Regions from separate parts of the Zea mays genome. Here regions 1, 2 and 3 are each linked to region 4. A link is a contact called in public Hi-C data. All regions are on one chromosome and are shown on one strand. Each heading gives the region's core, a stretch centred on a gene start, on an enhancer-like site or on the middle of the called end of the contact. The rest is flanking DNA. Distances are from core to core; before and after follow the strand shown.

Region 1 (2,700 bases), core at 31-2,530, 220 kb before region 4:
CGACCTTGTGCTCTGGCGCGAGGCAGATTACTGAATACATCTCTAATTTTAGGTAGCATGGTTGGAGACAGTCTAAGGCGAGCGGGCGACCAATAAATAGGCATAAATGTCGTGGTCATCTTTTCTAAGAACAGAACAAAAGAAAACGTTTTAACCAATGACAAATGTGAGTAATTCCACCTAAACTTTAAGAGTGAGTTAAAAATACATACTAGATTTTGACTGCTTATGGTAGAGTTGGAATGTTTGGCTAAAATTTTATAAAGCTAAGCTAGATTTTGTAAAGTGAAGCAAATCTAAACGCTCCTTAACAAAATGGCTTATATTCTCGATAGAATTGTTAGAATCCGAAAAGAGAAAAAAATCTTTAAAATTGACTTGAAATTGATTTTCGCTTTTACTAGAAGCATATAAGAGCAACTCCAACAGCCTAGCTAAATCAATTAGTATCGGTAAAAATAGAAAAACGGCGCTCAAAACTCGATCCAACACTCTTTCTTCGCTTTTCTTTCCCGCTAGGCATCCTGTTAAGATCGCTAATCATCTTTGGTGAGCACACTCAGCTCACCATCTCCGTTCCCGTGGCTGTGAGCTTGCCTGCATATACGATGAACACGGATTGACCGCAGGGGCGACGCCAGAAAATAAAGTTATTGGGGTCTGTTTTACTAATCATCATCTAAATACACTAGCTAACAATATATTTGTATAGTATTTCTTAAATTTTATAGGGGTCAAGTGACACCAATAAAACCCCCTAGCTTCGCCTCTAATTGACCGGTACAACAGTTCAAAAAGGCAAAGAACAAAATAGGTCACGACGCCACACACTTTGCTGGGTCTATCTCACGGTACCTCTTTTCAAGTTGCTTGAAGTTCTTCTTGGCAATCGCAGTCTACAACAACAACGCCAAACCGACAAGTGATTGATAATGTTGTGATGATAGATATGCAGTATACAGTATGTGTGTAGTACCTTATCTCGTACTTTGACGGTCGGATCGGTACCTCGAGTGGCGGTCTGTTGTCAAATGATTTCCACAAGAATTATAAAGAGTTTGTTTTACCTTAATGTTTAAGAAGTTGTCTATTTTTTTAAGTTCTCATGAAACTCTAAATTTAGCTAGAATTATACATAGACTCTTGGAGTTGCTCAACACATGATATTTCTTCTTCTAGTTTTAAATGCAGTGGTTTTGACCGGATCTATAACGTTTATACCACGCGCTGTAGCACGATCTACGGCCAGGACACGGTCGCCACACGACGACTCCCACCCGCAGCCACCGCACGGCCGTGTTGGCACCAAACCGCGTGGTGGTGTTAGGCTCTTCGCCCAGATCAAAATCGAATCGATCCCCCAACCCGATCGCCTCGTCGTCAAAAAATCCCCATTCGTTCCCCTTCTCGCCTCCACGAGCCTTCACAAATTGCCCTCTCAGCTCTTCTCCTAATCTCACTCTAGCCCTAGCCAAATCCCAGACCCATCCCAGCCCTAGCGACACCAACCAGCTCGCCAGCGACCATGGGGAACCCGGAGAAGCTGATGAATCAGATCTTCGACCTCAAGTTCACCTCCAAGTCGCTGCAGCGGCAGGCGCGCAAGTGCGAGAAGGAGGAGAAGGAGCAGAAGCTCAAGGTCAAGAAGGCGATCGAGAAGGGCAACATGGACGGCGCCCGCATCTACGCCGAGAACGCCATCCGCAAGCGCACCGAGCACATGAACTACCTCCGCCTCGCCTCTCGCCTCGACGCCGTCGTGGCCCGCCTCGACACGCAGGCCAAGATGCAGGTCATCGGCAAGTCCATGCAGTCCATCGTCAAGTCGCTCGACTCCTCGCTCGCCACCGGGAACCTCCAGAAGATGTCCGAGACCATGGACAATTTCGAGCGCCAGTTCGTCAACATGGAGGTCCAGGCCGAGTTCATGGAGGGCGCCATGGCCGGCTCCACCTCCCTCTCCACGCCGGAGACCGAGGTCAACAGCCTCATGCAGCAGGTCGCGGACGACTACGGGCTCGAGGTCTCCGTCGGTCTGCCGCAGGCAGCCGCCCACGCCATCCCTGCCGCCAAGGATAAGGAGAAAGTCGACGAGGATGACCTTTCTCGCCGCCTCGCCGAGCTTAAGGCCCGCGGCTGAGAGGTTGTTTCAGGCTTTATCAGGTGATGATAGATTCATCCTAGCCCCCCGTGACCTTAGCCTATGTTTTGCTGCGGTAGCCTTTGATCATTGTTGAAGAACTGCTATCGTGAATCGTGAGTGTGATGCTTTATAAAATTGTGCCCAATTGCATGTGAAGGTGGTCAGGTATGTATATCTACTACCTGTTGAACCAAGCTTTTTAGCGATTTGAGTTGTACTCTAGAGCAGATAACTTTAGCAAATAATGGCGTACCTTAGCAATGGTATAAGAATTTCACAGGAATTAGTTCAAAAAATACAGGAAAACACAGGATTCAAGAAATAATCCATTGTTCCTAAGGAGGCCTAAGACGAACAATATATATTGTGGGTTCTTTTCTTATATCTTGCACTTACAAATGACCAAATATAGCTGTTAGAGCTAATGTTAATGAGCTTTATTGTCTGTATATGCCTAAAGCAGTATAGCACTCCCTAAAACCACTATCATGGATGTTAAGTGGTTCACAGGCTTGCAGTGCTATAATGAAACCTGATAATGCCGTCGATGGAAATTT
Region 2 (2,953 bases), core at 79-2,578, 180 kb after region 4:
GGTGCCAAAACCTCTCCGACTGCCACGACGACATGGACTTAGGGCTCTAGCTCCTCTCTGCTAGACACGTTAGCACACTGCTACACCCCCAATTGTACACCTGGACCCTCTCCTTACGCCTATAAAAGGAAGGTCCAGGGCTCTCGTACGAGAAGGTTGGCCGCGCGGGAGAACAGGCCGGCGCATAAGGCTCTCGCTCTCTCTCTCCCACGCGAACGCTTGTAACCCCCTACCGCAAGCGCATCCATCCGCCCTGGGCGCAGAACAACACGAAGGCCACGGTTTCCCCTTACTGTTCTCCCTCTTTGTGTCCCGTCTCGCGCCGACCCATCTGGGCTGGGACACGCAGCGACAATTTACTCATCGGTCCAGGGACCACCCGGGGTCCAGAAGATGATGAAGGGGGCAACCACACGATTTGTGATTTGCTTGCTTCACATTTTAGGCTTGGACCATATATATGCATATATTTGTGGCAGTTGGAGCCCACACAGAAAATTTGGATCAAGATGTTAGCCATTTAAAGGCGAGTCTGTTTATTTTTGCATAGTCATATGCGCGATCTGCTAGTCATAATATCTATATACGTGTCAAAAGCTCGAGAGTGAAGAACAAACACGATGATTTTAAAATTTCGTGTAACATCTCTCATTAAAGACAATTGAAATGAGATCCCTCAATTAAATTTGGAGAAAATAAAAAAAGCATGGGCACTTTTGCCGTAATGGAAGATTAATTTAGAATGTTTACCCACTTTCTATCCAAACTTATCCGGGAACGCTGTAGATGGACAGAGATGGGGTGTAACATTTACACACCGCCTTACTTAGAAACATTTCAAATTTACAAATTTAAGAAGACATTTCTCACAGTTGTGATTATACAGTTATATTTAGGAGGTGTTTGTTTGGGTTATATAATTTGTTGTTCAAAATTTATTAGATTATATAATCTGTTTAGATTATAAACTTAAACAAACACCCCTTTAAGCATAGACCGTTCACTCAACACAATCATTCCCAATTTCTAATTGCACAACATTGCAACACTAAAAAAGTATTTTAGTCATCTATCCGCATCCATTCATGGTGGCATCAATTTCATATATAGTATACTGTACAAAAAAATCGAACTGAAAACCAGCACCGAAATTCACAAGAAAACGGTAAACAAGAAAAGAATTACCAAAACGTCTGAAAATTACCAAAACACCCTTCTCATCAACCTCATCACCTACCTACACTCCCTCTTCCAGAGAATCCAGTGGCCTCGCCTCTCCTATAAAATGGCGGCTGCCGGTGTCATCCTCTCCTCTCCGCTCTGCTCCCTCCGCCGTGCGCTCGAACGAACTCCACACGAAATTATCCGCGTAAAGTTGGGGAGCAGCGAACCCGTAGCGCGCGCCCCGGATCCCTCCACGGGGGGCAATGGCCTCGTCGGCGTTCCTGCCCGAGCTGGGCACGCAGGTGGTGGTGCCCGTCGCGGCCGTGGTAGGCATCGCGTTCGCGGTGCTGCAGTGGGTGCTGGTCTCCAAGGTGAAGCTCTCCCCCGAGCCGCGCCGCGGAGACGGCTCCGCCGGGAAGAGCGGCGCCGGCGCCGGCGCCAGCGAGTACCTCATCGAGGAGGAGGAGGGGCTCAACGAGCACAACGTCGTCGTCAAGTACGCCGAGATCCAGAACGCCATCTCCGAAGGTGAGGCTGTGCGCCCATGCCGCTGTTCGTGTTTTCGGATTTTTGTGGATCCGAGGGCGCTTGATCGTAGATCTTGTGGTTCTGGCTGTTTAGTGGTTGAGAAGCTCGACTGCTTTGCTTCGGTGTTGGGTGGGTGGTCGTTCTGCAGTTTTTATTGTTTTGTTTGCTTGCGGCGGGAACCTAATAAGTTTTACTTACTCGATTATGGCTCATATCAGTTTGCAGTGCAGAGTCCACCAGGCGCGCGAATAGAATTTCAGGCGTTTCTTAATTCTTTAGGCGGTTCAGTTTAAAACTGTGCTCTCGATCAGCTAGTGTTCCTTGTTTGTTAGTTTGTTTTATGGATTAAGGCAATTCAGTCTAAAACTGTGCTCTCGATCAGATGGTGTCCCATGTTTGTTAGTTTGTTGCATGGATTTTTCCTGCCGTGTGCCTGCACAGTCAGATCCAACAATAAACTACGGATGCTCCCGCTTAACACAGCGCATCTTATAGTTTTTAGCTGCGTGTGTCCTTATTGCGGTAACTAAACTGTTTCTCGTCCCTACTAGATTTTTTTGTGAGATATTTGTGGTGGGGCTGGATGTGTTCATATATACAGATCTAATGGCAGTGCTCTGTTCTCAAGAGGTCCCGGTATAAGTCCTTGCTGTGACCATCCTGTGGCCTGTGCTGTGACCATCTTGTGGCCTGTGGGGATAGGATAAGTTACTGCAGGCAGCAGATACGTTGCTTGCTGCACCTGTGGTCCTTGCTTCCCTAGTAGGATAACTCGATAACGAACTTTCCGTGGATTTGCATTATTGTAGCAGGTAGAAAATAGTTTTGTTTTCAACCGCATCCGCTGAACTTGGAAGGAATCGTAGTCGTAGAACAGACGCACATGGACCAGAGATCTTGTGGTCCATTCAACAGTGTCATGTAAGGTAATTATTAGTGCACAGTGCCTGTCTGAAGGTGCCTGCAGAGTTTAAAAGCAGTTTGTCCTCTGTTGGGTGGGTGCTTGCATTATTGGCTGCCTCATGTTGGTAATGATATTGGCTGGATTCTGGCCATGTCTTTGCTCAGGATTTGTTTCTTACAATAGGATTAGCATTATGGTGATTGGTTTATGCTTCCCTTGCAGAGCCATACTATGCTCATTATCCTTACAGGAATCAGCAGAGTAGTCCGTATGAAGATTTTTGTGAACCAGCAGAGTAGTCCATATGAAGATTTTGTGAACCAGCAGAGTAGTCCGTATGAAGATTTTGTATGGCTC
Region 3 (2,781 bases), core at 145-2,644, 160 kb before region 4:
GAAGGTCCTGTAGGAAGACACACCTTCGGCAAATCCGCTTAAACGTAGTGCCGAAGCTACCACTCATGAAGCTTCGGTATTATAACGTATCTGAAGACGAGGGTTCGAACCGACTTAAAGATGAAATGACTTCTTAGTCCATAAGGGTCTGAGTCATAATTGTAATCTTTTGTAAGGGGTATGATTGTAATTTCTCACAGGCTGCGTCCTGTACCTATAAATAGATGAACAATACACCTTTACTGTTCACGCAATTCTGTAATCATTGACGCATCACACTGGAATTATTGTTCTTTGTCAAGGCAAAGGTATAAATATACTTAAATATTGTGTTTTAATATTTAAGTTTGTATAATAAAATATATGTTTAATAATATCTGTCTTTGATATAAATTTCTTTAATTTTTTATATTCTAGCATTGTTTACATTGTTCTATAGAACTAATCACGAAGGTAAGACCTTCGTGATATTTTGCTTATGGTCTTCGTCCGAAGTTCATTATATCCTAAGGGAGATAATGCTTCAGCGGACGAAGGACATTAACGTTTAACATTTTATGTTGCCTTATTCTTAATTCATAGCATTTGAGAACAAGACCCCAACACGTAATATAGATACAATTGATGTAGTAGTACATTGGTAGAGGATGGTATGCGCGAGAGAGGTTGCGAGTTTGAATCTCACCAATTACAAAACATGTTTGTCGAATTTTGTTTGCCGAGTGTAACATTTGGCAATTGTGAGACAGTAGCCAAAGAACACGAGTCCGGTAGTGACACGATATATTTATTTATTTATTTTAATTTGATTATTATTATATCTTGGTGAAGCTAGTTTAACGTAGAACTAACTCAGAAGTTGATTTACTTAGAACGGAGAGGGAACTATCAGGTGCCCGTCTCAAACAATCAGCTAAACCATCTACAGAGAAAATCTCTTCAGCAGCGGTGGTACTTCCTCTGGTCCAAATTAAATAAGCGGTCCTGGCTTTTTTGAATACAATATAGTTCTAGTAAAACTGGGACTCCCACGCTGCAGATTTGCGAGACCTAAAAGCAAAAGCGCTCGTCCAAACCGGACGCCCACAGATTTGTGCGAGAGACCGGCGGCATGCATGCATGCAGCAAGCCGGATGCCGGAATGAACAAGGCGACAAGAAGACAGGAGTGGTGGTGGCCATGGCCAGGCCAGGCAAATGATAAAGGTAGACTAAGCACAGGAGGGAAAAAGATAGTAGTACTAGCACCGAAGCGGGCACGGGCAGCTAGCCTCGCATAGCAGGCATTCGCACGTTCCACCGGAAGGGGGATAGGACAGGTAGGGTATACGCGCGGGAGTCGTGTGGCCTTGGCCGGCCAGCTGCATGCAGAGCTGCTTGCATTTGGCCGCCGCCCGTCGGGTTCACGAGTCGCATAAGGCCAACGTACAGTGTACGGCTGTACGCGCGCTCGCACGCCCCAAGCCGGCCCACCACGGCTCACGGACGCACACGCACGCCGCCGCCGGATGCGGGCGAAAACTGAGCGCTGTGGTGGCGCAAAGCGCAATGCATGATGGTGGTGTGGCTGCGAAACCGCCGGCGCCGGTGTTATTCTCATGCGCGCAGGCATAGCTGGCGTTGGCAAACTGGCAAATGCTGTGTACGAACCAATCGGATGGGCCGGGTACGGCAAGGGTGGCATCGAGTTCGGGGGCATGCAGCCGAGTGCGGCGCCGCGGTGGAGTAACACGCCGCCACTCACGCACGCGGCCTAGAGATGGCAATGGCTGCTCGAAACCCGGTGAGTTTTTGATCTATTAGGGTATGAGTTTGAGTCAATTTCTTTACCTATGAGGGCTTGTTCGGTTAGCTCTCAATCCATGTGGATTGAGTGGAATTGGGTGGGTTTAAATCCCAAGCAAGTCAAATTTCTTCACAATTTTTTTCAATCCCGTTCAATCCATAGATAACGGGATTAACCGAACAATGCCTGAGTTTGTTAATGGGTTCAAATGGAAACCCAACGGGTACGTGAGCATGAGTTTGTTCTTCCACTACTCATACCCGCAAACCCATGGATTTTTAAAACTCGCCTTAAAATTAACATTCCTTATAAATATGTATCGTAATATTATTAATTAAATATTTTTTAATTAAAATAAACTTCATGTAACAAATTTTAAGCTAAAATTAGTTATCACTTGTTTCTTTTATCTTAGCTTATTAATGTATAGATTGTCATTTACATGATGAATTATTTTTATGTTGATGTTAGTAGGTATGGGAAATCCGTTGGGTACCCGAAACCCGCATGGGTATGAGTTTGGACAAAATTTTATACCTGTCATGGATATGAGTTTTTTAGCGGGCGTGTTTTTTCTTCGCGAGTATGGGTTTGGGCAAGTAATACTCAGCGGGTTTTTACCCACGCACGCCGACGAGCGAGGTGAGAGCTAGCTAGCGCGTCTGTCGGCGCATCCTTCGTCCTAGACTCCTAGTAAATCAATATAGTAGCCGCTAAAAATCAGCGGACAACCTGAAACCCTAAACCTAGTAAATCAGCTTAAGAACAATGTTTGGGAGAGCAAGGAAAAGTTAGGGGATTGAAGAGATTAAAATTCTCTTACTATTCTAAGGTGATGTTTGCTGATTTGCTGGTGTCTCTTAGCGGATAACACAGCTAACAACTAGCTATTTGCTGGTTTCTCTACTTCATCCGAGGACTGAAGCAAATGCTAAAGTTGGGTTAGAGATGATGGAACCTACTGCGCGGGGAATTGTAGCTAGAATAATTGTGAGG
Region 4 (2,777 bases), core at 166-2,665:
TTATTTTCGATCTAGATTTTTTGGGCAACAAGAGGAGAAGAAGAAATACCGTCTAGCGAAATGGAACATTCTGTGACAACCCAAAGACCAAGGAAGCTTAGGAATTAGGGATCTAGATATTTAAAACAAGGCTTTGTTAAGCAAATGGCTTTATAGACTTTTGACAACTGATGGAACTTGGCAATAGTTGATCCACAACAAATACTTGAATGTGAAAACCCTCTCCCAAACCTTTTGGAAATCAAGGGATTCCCATTTTTGGGCTGGGCTTATGAAAGTGAAACAACACTTTTTGAGGTTTGGGACTTTCACAATAAGAAATGGTTCTCGGGTTAGGTTCTAGGAGGACATCTGGCTGGGTTACATCGACCCTACGTGACCAATACCCTTGTTTGTACCATATTGCTAGATATAAACATGTAAGTGTGGCAGATGTATTCAACACTTTGCCTTTAGTTCTATCAAATGATCAGGATGGATTTCGATGGAATCTATCACCATATGGGCAATTCTCAGTGAAGTCACTTACCCTGGCTTAATTCACCTAGACGTACCCAACCTTAACAAAAAAATTATGGAAACTAAAGGCCCCTATAAAAAATTATTCCTTTGTTTTTACAAAAAAGGTAATATTAACCAAGGATAATCTAGCGACGCGAAATTGGAATGGCAGCGTGAAGTGTAGCTTTTGTCTCAACAATGAGACAATTAAGCATCTCTTTCTTCGAGTGCCAGGTAGCGCGGGTAATCTGACATATAGTCCAAATAGCCACAAATCTTTACCCTCTCTCGTGTCGCGAATATGTTTGGTTCATGGCTAGGGGGATTAGTAAAGATTTAAAATTGTTAGCGGTATTACGGGCAGCAGCAGTTTGTTGGGCCATTTGGCGATATAGAAATAACATTGTGTTTGAATGTAAAAATGCGACAAATTCTTTGTAGGTTCTTCATTCGGCTATCCACTGGCTTCGTTCCCAGATTGTGCTACAAAAGTCTATCTTCTAGGAGTTGGTTTTGGCTACCTGTTAACGTTTGGAGCAATGGTCAGGGAGTTTTTTACCCACGCTCATAGGTGGTGATCTAGTCTTACGATTAATTACTATTAGAGTGTTTGGTTTGTTGGTTTTGTTTAGACCATGTGCATCTTGTGCGATGCAGAAGTCACTTTTTTTTCAAGAGAGTTGTGACTTATGATTATTTTGAAGCAATAAAATTTTCTTTATCCAAAAAAAGTAACATGTTAAGTTACTTATTGTGGAACAGACAACTAAACTATTTATTGTTGTCATAATTTATATTCGGAATTTAATCCGAAAAATGTCTAATTTCTCAACAGTGTGTAGTACTATACTGCAGTGCATGACACCGTTACTGTGCATCCTTTTGGAATGATCGCTGCACCTTCCCCATGCTGTGCAGCCGTGCCTGGCGCGGTGGCGCCGATGCAGCAGGACGCTGGTCCTTTTGCTCTTTCCTGGCAGTAGACAAATGCAACATGACTAGTAGGACAGCACGAGCGTTTGCCCACTTGCCGTAGGATGGACGATGGATCCCTAGTTGCAGGACAGATGCCGGTGAAAAATGCAACTATCAGATGAGAACCAGAGGATGGATAGCCCACAGATCAACAGAATCAATGATTATAGAACTCATTGTTGGATCATAAATTTTTGTTAGGCCTTAAAACCATTCAACTTAGGTCTTATTTTAAATTTTAGGACTCAATTATAGGACTCTCTTGGATATGCTCTTAAAAAGTTAAACATATCCAGTTACTTGAGTCAAGATAACATTTCAACTCACACGCAAGTTATTCCCTTAAGAAATTAAACATATTCAGTTAGTTTCATATTCATCCTGTGTAGCTTCTTCAGTTCTGGTGCTCTCTGCTACTTAGGCTGCTATTTTTTAATTATTTAATTATTTCCATTCTGCTTATAGCAACTGAATGTAGAAGCATCTTTGTTTTTTAGCCGATGTATTGTGTTTTCGCATTACAGTTCATTTGTTTTTGCATTAAAGTTCACTCGGCAAAAAACTAATCAAAGCATCTTTGTGTTTTAGCCGTTGTAGTGTGTTTTTGCATTACAGTTGATTTGTTTTTGCATTATAGTTCATTCGGTAAAAAAACTAATCAAATGCTTCTGAAGGGAGACTTGGGCAGATCATTCAGAAGTTGAAAAACGAAGGTATTGATCCCAAGCAGTGGAGACTTGGAAATTTTCAGCGCCTGTTGTGCCCTGCCCACAGATAGCCTGAATTGTATAATCACGAAAACAGTTGCTAAGTGTGCATTATGGATGCTGACAGGTTTATCGTTGTTACCTAATAAATTTTAGACTCCTTTTCCTCCTCCTCCCTCCTAACATAATTAGTCTGACTGAAAATTGTGGCATTTAAATTCTCTATATAATTACATCCTTCCTCATAAGTGGTCTTCTCTTGCAGATTTGCGAGGTTTCTCCTGAAGAACCGTACTGGACAACAACCAACCACCGGAAGAACATCACCTCTGCGATGAACTTGAGTAAGTTTGCAGTCCTTTTTTAAGTTTGTGTAAGGAAATCAAACCACTGTTGTGTTGACAAACTAAAGTAAACGACTTGTATATAGTCCGTAGATACTATCAACTTTTCAATGCTAGAGTTATAAGTGAAATTTCAGACAAAATTGAACAATGCATTTAAACGTTAGAGATTTTTAAAACATTCGACCGGCCAAACCTCATTTAGCTATTTCAGCACCGGATGTCTAATTGCTAGGTGAGACTCTACAAC

Evidence for each region. Hi-C and Micro-C count contacts between places; a contact is called where the count stands out from the background.
Region 1: a contact with region 4 is called in a Hi-C map of leaf, with 4 times the contacts expected there. The contact joins the promoter of LOC542116 here to the enhancer-like site in region 4. A contact is called at or near these places in 8 of 25 Hi-C or Micro-C datasets (bundle sheath, ear, leaf and 2 more) and 2 of 3 datasets of contacts at active chromatin or transcription factors (leaf and seedling).
Region 2: a contact with region 4 is called in a Hi-C map of ear, with 2.0 times the contacts expected there. The contact joins the promoter of LOC100280334 here to the enhancer-like site in region 4. A contact is called at or near these places in 2 of 25 Hi-C or Micro-C datasets (bundle sheath and ear).
Region 3: a contact with region 4 is called in a Hi-C map of tassel, with 4 times the contacts expected there. The contact joins two enhancer-like sites. A contact is called at or near these places in 2 of 25 Hi-C or Micro-C datasets (ear and tassel).

What each region holds. Positions count from the first base shown.
Region 1 is chr9:99,908,753-99,911,452 of Zm-B73-REFERENCE-NAM-5.0, reverse strand. LOC542116 (superal 1) reads left to right here and starts at 1,280. Exons shown (of 2, transcript NM_001329492.1): 1 at 1,280-2,163. The coding sequence starts at 1,526. The coding sequence ends at 2,140.
Region 2 is chr9:99,510,104-99,513,056 of Zm-B73-REFERENCE-NAM-5.0, reverse strand. LOC100280334 (vacuolar-type H+-pyrophosphatase5) reads left to right here and starts at 1,328. Exons shown (of 8, transcript NM_001153260.1): 1 at 1,328-1,692. The coding sequence starts at 1,428.
Region 3 is chr9:99,847,349-99,850,129 of Zm-B73-REFERENCE-NAM-5.0, reverse strand. No RefSeq gene overlaps it. Among protein-coding and RNA genes, the nearest start is that of LOC103640108, 10 kb to the right of the region's middle. Within about 2 kb of position 1,394, at least 19 of the 20 cell types and tissues checked have an H3K27ac peak or open chromatin away from gene starts, as enhancers often do. A contact at or near this core is called in ear and tassel, where this site is marked.
Region 4 is chr9:99,686,934-99,689,710 of Zm-B73-REFERENCE-NAM-5.0, reverse strand. No RefSeq gene overlaps it. Among protein-coding and RNA genes, the nearest start is that of LOC100275248, 20 kb to the right of the region's middle. Within about 2 kb of position 1,415, at least 13 of the 20 cell types and tissues checked have an H3K27ac peak or open chromatin away from gene starts, as enhancers often do. A contact at or near this core is called in bundle sheath, ear, leaf and 2 more, where this site is marked.